2 separate regions of the Sus scrofa genome follow, and region 2 is linked to region 1. Evidence: chromatin contacts called from public Hi-C data. All regions are on one chromosome and are shown on one strand. Each heading gives the region's core, a stretch centred on a gene start, on an enhancer-like site or on the middle of the called end of the contact. The rest is flanking DNA. Distances are from core to core; before and after follow the strand shown.

Region 1 (3,648 bases), core at 522-3,021:
ACCACAGCTCCCGGCAACGCCGGATTGTTAACCCACTGAGCAAGGGCAGGGACCGAACCCGCAACCTCATGGTTCCTAGTTGGATTCGTTAACCACTGCGCCACGACGGGAACTCCTCATCCCACTTTAAAGATGAAGAAACCCAAACCTCAGAGAGTCTCAGTAAGTTGCCCCAGGGCAATTAGTACTTTGGAAAGTTGAATTTCCAGCCCTGCATCTTTCTGATTCTAAAATAAGTGCTATTTCTATAATATGTTGCTTTTCTGGGTGATTCTGACTGTAACTTCAACGGTAGGAATTTCAGCCATTATGGTAAAGCAGGAAGAATTATTTCAAGCAAAGGACCTTAGGGGGCCCTTCATTTCCAGCACATGAGGGTCTTGCATCCTGTGTATGTGAAGTTCCCCTTCTGACTCAGGGGCCTTGCTGGTGGGAAGCACAGAGGCCCAGTAGTCATGGCCTATACCACCCAGCAGGGGGCAGACTGGCTCCAGCCAGCCAAGCAGGGAGGGAGCTCCAGGCAGAGCAGTTTCTCAAGCTCCACAAGGCTGACTTTTGGGCAGCGCTATTCTTTGAGGGAGGAGGAAAAGGGGGCCTGCCTGTGAGTTGCAGGCTGTTTGGCAGCATTCCTGCTCTCTCTCCACTAGGTGCCAGTAGCAACCCCTCCCACCACAGTTGCGACAAAAACCAAAAATGCGTCCAGACGTTGCCAACTGTCTCCTGGGGGGCAAATTGAGAACCACTGGGTTAGAGGATGAGGGAATATAGGATTCTAGCAGAAGGGGAGCCACTCTTCCTGGGGATCGAGAAGTGTCACTACTGAGGACAAGAGAAGAAACCTAAAGGCAACAGAGATATTCAGATGAAGAGTAAGGGGGACTTTCTTGGCAGTGAAGGCAGTTAGGCAATAAAACTGGGTCTCTCCAGAGAACTGTGAAATCTCTCCAGAGATTTTTCAGAATGGGAGCCCCTCATCTGTGTAAGTGAAATATAAAGAGAATAGAACATAAAAACCTCTCAGAGGACCTTGAGTTTCCACCTTGTTTCATTGCTCTTTAGTTAAAGTGTAGTTGATTTACAATATTGAGCCAATTTCTGTTGTACGGCAAAGCGCCCAGTCATACCCAGTCATATATATATACTTTTTCTAATATTATCTTCTTTTTTTTTTTTTTTTTTCTTTTGGTCTTTTTAGGGCCACACCCACAGCATATGGAAGTGCCCAGGCTAAGGGCTGAATGGGAGCTGTAGCCTCTGGCCACAGCCACAGCCACAGCCATGCCAGACAGATCCAAGCCATGTCTGCAACCTACACCACAGCTCACAGCCACGCCAGATCCTTAACCCACAAAGCGAGGCCAGAGATCGAACCTGCATCCTCACTGATACTAGTCAGATTCATTTCTGCTGAGCCATCACGGGAACTCCTCTAATATTCTCATAGTCTATCCCAAGAGATTGGATATGGTTTCCTGTGCTGTAGGCAGGACCTCATTGCTTATCCATTCTAAATGTAATAGTTTGCATCTACTAACCCCAAACTCCCCGTCCATCCCTCCCCCTGCCCCCCCCCCCGCCCCTGGGCAACCACATGTCTGTTCTCCACGTCTATGAGTCTGATTCTGTTTTGTAGAGAGGTTCATTTGCGTCCACCTTGTTTTTGACCATTGACAGTTTTCTCTTCATAGGAACCAAACCCCACAGCCTTCCCAATTCAGACTATCCCCTTCGTCACCCACAGGAACCGCCCGGGGCCTCGTGATCGCTACAGGGGATGCCACCGTGATGGGCCGCATCGCCTCACTGACATCAGGCCTGAAGGTGGGCCAGACCCCCATTGCTGCTGAGATCGAACACTTCATCCATCTGATCACAGCCGTGGCAGTCTTCCTCGGTGTCACTTTCTTTGGGCTCTCACTCATCTTGGGCTACACCTGGCTGGAGGCTGTCATTTTTCTTATTGGCATCATTGTGGCAAATGTGCCTGAGGGGCTGCTGGCCACCGTCACGGTGAGTAGCCGGGGTGGAGGGTGGCCCCAGAGCAGACCAACTACCTCACGGAAATGAAACCGCTAGTACCTCCCTTGTGGTTGAACCTCTCAAGTGCAGAATACTCCAACACCATGCATGGGGTGGGGGGCAAACCCCTTAGCTCCCAAAGGACTGTGACTGCCTCAACCCCTTTCCTCCTTAATGAGAAAAGAAGTGAGTTACAATGCAGAAAGTGTTAGATTATAAATCACAGGAGCGAGTTCCGGTCCAGAGTGTACTGGTTGGTGAACCTGGACAATTCTCTTCACTCCAGGCCTCTGTTTATTCATCTGTTTATAGAGAAAGATGAATTTAGAAGTATGGACTCTCGGAGTTCCCGTCGTGGCTCAGTGGTTAACAAATCCGACTAGGAACCATGAGGTTTCAGGTTTGATCCTTGGCCTTGCTCAGTGGGTTAAGGATCCGGCATTGCCGTGAGCTGTGCTGTAGACTCGGCTTGGATCTGGTGTTGCTGTGGCTGTGGTATAGGCCGGCAGCTACAACTCCGATTAGACCCTTAGCCTGGGAACCTCCATGTCCCGTGGGTGCAGCCCTAGAAAAGGCAAACACACACACACACACACACAAAGTATGGACTCTTACTGGAAAGGACTTCAAAGCCCATTAAATTCATACTTTCAAGGAGTTCCTGTTGTGGCTCAGCGGTAACAAACCCAACTAGCATCCGAGATGATGCAGGTTTGATTCCTGGCCTCACTCAGTGGGTTAAGGATCCAGTGTTGCCATGAGCTGTGGTGTAGGTCGCAGATGTGCCTCAGATCTGGTGTTGCTGTGGCTGTGGTGTAGGCCAGCAGCTGCAGCTCCAATTTGACCCCTAACCTGGGACCTTCCATATGCTGACGGTGCGGCCATAAAAAGAAAAAAAAAAAAAAGAAAAGAAAAAGAAAAAAACAAACTCCACTTCTCAACATGGGGAATATCCTTGTACAAAATCTGCAGCAGGCAATGATGATTTCCAGTAGTGGGAAGTCCGCCCCTTTTTGTGTCATCTCATTTCATTGTTAGATTGCTCTAGTTAGAGTTCATTATGTTGAGCAGACATATGATTCCCCATTTGGTCCCAGTTTTCCCATCTGAAGAAACACAAGATGAGTCACTTCTGTCTCTTCCATAACCACCCTTTGGATTTTTTACAGTAGTCATTACATCCCTCAAACTCTCCAGGTGGGAGGTCAAACGGTGCCTTCTCCCTTAACCCTGCTTCCTGTGACTTGATCTTCAGACCCCTGTCTTGCTGATCACCTGTTTGGGGGATTGCTCTCCTTTACCAAATCCTCTTAAAATGGAAATGAGAGCAATACTCCGGGTGTGGTTGGACCAATACAAAGACATCAGGACTTGGTATCATGTAAATAAGTAGTAACTCCTTCATTAGAATTCTGAACATCAGAATTCCCATTGTGGCACAGTGGAAGCAAATCCCACTAGGAACCATGAGGTTGCAGGTTCAATCCCTGGCCTCTCTCGCTGTGTTAGGGATCCAGCGTTGCCATGAGCTGTGGTGTAGGTCACAGACGCAGCTGGGATCTGGCATTGCTGTGGCTGGGGTGTAGGCCGGCAGCAATAGCTCTGATTAGACTCCCTAGCCTGGGAACC
Region 2 (3,771 bases), core at 924-3,423, 51 kb before region 1:
CCTGCCAGATCCTGTAATGGAAAATCCCAGCCGCGGGCCTGGAGGGGGCCAGTTATTTGGGGAATTCAGACGTGAGCCCTGTGCCCTGAGAGTGGACTTGCCGGAGGAGAGGTCGATAATCCCTCTGGAGCAAGTTCCCCCCTGGGGCCAGAGAGAGACCAGCCCAGCCAGCAGACACCTCAAGCCTTGAGCCCTCTCATCCTAATTCCTTTGAAGTTAGCTCAGGGCTCAGACCTGCCCCCCCACTGCTGGCTTCCCTCCACCAGGAGAATTCTGCCCTCTGACTGCTCCCAGGAGAAGGCCGTGTAGGACTTTTTCTTCTCTCTCTGCCCCTTCTGGGTTCCCCCTCCCTCCCTTTGGCCCCGATTCTTGGGCTTTTTTAGCAAATGACCTGGGACCCCTGCCCTAGACCAGCAGGTCCTGTCCTGGCCGACTCGTCTACCCTTGGTTCTGGTTGGTGTCAGTTCAAGGTCCCCCTCCGCGCCCAAGGCAAGGCCCTCTCACCACTCCCCTCTCCCCTCTCCCCGAACACTGGGTCAGTTTCTCCCATGTTTCTTTTTTTTTTTTTTTTCTTTTTTTTTTTTTGCCATTTCTTGGGCCGATCCTGAGGCACATGGAGGTTCCCAGGCTAGGAGTCCAAGCAAAGCTATAGCCGCTGGCCTACGCCAGAGCCACAGCAACGTGGGATCTGAGCCGCATCTGCAAACTACACCACAGCTCACAGCAACACCGGATCCTTAACCCACTGAGCGAGGCCAGGGATAGAACCCGCAACCTCATGGTTCCTAGTTGGATTTATTAACCACTGAGCCACGACGGGAATGCCACTCCCATGTTTCAGTGCAGAGAGGGCTCTTGTCTGTCTACCCTTCATCCTGCCTGAAGGAAGCAGTTGCCCTTCTTGTTGTTCTTGGCTCTGGTACATGTTAGGATACTGACCTCTATATGCCTCTTAGAAGCTCCGTAAGTGCCAGTCTTTGGGCTTCTCCCCCACCGACCCATCGACAGCCTAGAGTTCCTCAACAGTGTCTAAGAGGGTAATGTGTGTGTTCCCCCCGCCCCAATTACAAGGGTAAACTTGGGCAGTCCCTTCTGTGCCCCACCTGCCCTTCTGCCAGCCATCTCCCAGGTCTTGGGAGCCTTGACTCTGAAACTTTGCAAAGGCTACATCTGGAGGGCTTGGGAAGACTCTCTCCCCTCCATCTAGCAGACTTCATGCTGCTTCTTTTTTTTTTTTTTCTTTTTAGGACCACACCCACAACATATGGAAGTTCCCAGGCCAGGAGTTGAATCAGAGCTGCAGCTGCTGGTCTACACCACAGCCACAGCAACACGGATCTGAGCGGCATCTGTGACCTACACCACAATTCACAGCAATGCCGGATCCTTAACCCACTGAGTGAGGCCAGGGATCCAACCCGCATCCTCACAGAGACCATGTTGGGTCCTTAATCCACTGAGCCACAACGGGAACTCCCATGCTGCTTCTGGAGCTGCCTTTGGCTCTCATCAGGCTGCCAACCTCGAGAAGCCTCATACACAAGGGCCGCCCTGGGTTCTAGCACCACCTCTTCCTGGCTTCAGGGTTCCCACAGTCTTTACAGTGGAGAGAACGGTCTCTTGCTTCTTTCTCCGGGAAGTTAGATGTAGATGCAGGAGACCAGGTTCTAGTTCTGTTTTATCAGCTCAAATCTTGTTCATGTGCAGTCTCTCCGGGCCTCAGCTTCCCCATCGGGAAAGCAAGAGGCAGGGTCAGATCACATGGCCTCTGTTCTCTGGGATGCTGATGCTGTTGCCCAGGGCTCCCCCTCTGCCCTCCCTAAGGGGCATATCCCCCACCCCATACCGTATCTCCCCTCTCTCAGTAGTGGCTGCCATGGGCCAGGACTTGGAGGGTGAGGGGAGCGGAGGGGGAGCACTCGGTGGGACAAACGGACCTTCCTCAGGCCAGTTGCTTAAGGGGCGGGAGGGGAGGAGTCCTCAGAGATCCTGTTTCAACAAACGTTTCTTTCCCGAGGAGGGAAGGCGGGGGAGAGGGGGAGAGGGACCTATTTAAAGCTACCCTGTTGCTCACTGTCTCTGTCTGTCTGCCGGGGTCTCTGGCGCCCCAGACCGGTGGTGTGAGCTCGGGATCCTCCTGGTGACCTCTCCAGTCAAGGTCCCGCAGCCACTCTGCCCCAAGATGGGCCGTGGGGTGAGTATCCCTAAAGAGCAGGGCTGGCTCTGGAGGGAGCTGTGCGGCTCTCTGGATGATGAGGGAGGCTGGAAGGAAGGACAAAGTGGGGATGGGACCCAGAGGGAGGAGCGGTGGGCTGCTTTGAACTTGGAAGTATTGAGTCTCCCAGCCAGGACTATGTGCACAGACGGACAGTGGCACTTGCTTGCTCGCTCCCTGAGTGCTGAGTTCTTTACCACCGACCCCAGGACCAGCTCCGAAGCTCACCACCCCCCACCAGCATCCCCTCCAGCCCTCCCTCCACCCCTGCCTCATCTCCTCCCCACCAAACCCCCATGGTCCCTCCTCTCTCACCGTATCTCCTGGCCTCCCAGCGGAAGGTTATTTGGTACTGAGAATGCCCCCTGCCTTCGCCACCCTCTGAAAGTATCCATTCCTCCAGGAGTCCCAGCCTGAGAGGATGGGGGTCCAATTTGTGGTTGCAGAGAGGGCCAAGGGGCATCTGCTTCTGAGTCACCAAGCATTTCCAAACACCAGCTCTGGGAGAGAGGGGGGACCCTGGGTTCCAGGGACAGCTGGGAGCAGTGAGCAAAGGCAGAGAGCGATGTGCCCCCAGCCCCTGGTCCAACACCCCCACCCACCCACCCGGCGCTGTCCCCGGCAGCATTGTGCTCGGGCTTCAGGCCATGCGCTTTGAGGACTTTCCCAGAGGCTGGTGAGAGCTGCAGGCACCCCCCTCGGTCCACCCCAGCCTGTGGCATTCTGCAGCTCGGGATATGCCAAGGGGAAGATTAACAGCCACCGGGGATGGAGAGGGTGGGGGTGGCCAGGGCTGAGGCTTGGAATTCTTGGAAATGAAATTTCCATATGGAGAAAAGGGACCCAATCTCTTTACATCCCAAGCCTGGTGGCTTTCCTTTTGTGGAATGCTGGCAGAAGGGAGCCCCGGGAGGGTGCTGAGGAAAGAGGGTGCCCGTGGGGAGCTGTGGCGGAGTTTCTGGGCCCAGGAGGGGGTCATGCAAGGACATGGTGTCGCACTGAGTTTAGCAGCTGGGAAAACTCTGAGCCTGGACACCAGGGTTCCTGAGCTAGGGTGGGAGCTATAAATAGAACCGGTGTGTGTGTGTGTGTGTGTGTGTGTGTGTGTGTGTGTGTGACGTGTTCTCCATAGGCTGGAACTGATACAGATATCCACGGATGAGCACCTGTGTTTGTGTCTCAGCAGAAAAATTTGCAAACACGCAGGTCCTGGAGCAGGAGTGAGCAGAGACATCGCTGTGGGGGGGGGCTCATGAGGGTCTATGAAGAGTTGTCTCTGAGGTGTGGGCCTCACAGAGGAAGAGCTCACGACAGTGGGAAGATGTACTGTCTTGGGATCTTCGGCGGCACCTTGACATCTCTTGTTCCCCCCGGGGGAAAGGAAGCCCCCAACTGAAGCATGGACCTCTGACCCCTCTTCTCCCCCACCTTAGAACAGGGTGCACTCAGCTCAAGGGGTCCTGGAGAAGCAGTTTGACCTTGACTTCTTCAGGGGTCTATGCTTCTCCCCCAGCCTCCCTGAATCCCATTCCCACCTGTCCACCCCCAGTAGCAAG

What was found. A called contact is a pair of places that touch in the nucleus more often than the background predicts.
Region 2: a Hi-C map of embryonic fibroblasts shows a contact between it and region 1, with 3 times the contacts expected there. The contact joins the promoter of ATP1A2 here to the promoter of LOC100157711 in region 1. A contact is called at or near these places in 10 of 47 Hi-C or Micro-C datasets (alveolar macrophages, embryonic fibroblasts, fetal skeletal muscle and 4 more) and 1 of 2 datasets of contacts at active chromatin or transcription factors (skeletal muscle).

What each region holds. Positions count from the first base shown.
Region 1 is chr4:90,317,713-90,321,360 of Sscrofa11.1, reverse strand. LOC100157711 (sodium/potassium-transporting ATPase subunit alpha-4) reads left to right here and starts at 1,771. Exons shown (of 16, transcript XM_021089576.1): 1 at 1,771-2,010. The coding sequence starts at 1,786.
Region 2 is chr4:90,369,307-90,373,077 of Sscrofa11.1, reverse strand. ATP1A2 (ATPase Na+/K+ transporting subunit alpha 2) reads left to right here and starts at 2,173. Exons shown (of 23, transcript NM_001171541.1): 1 at 2,173-2,194. The coding sequence starts at 2,183.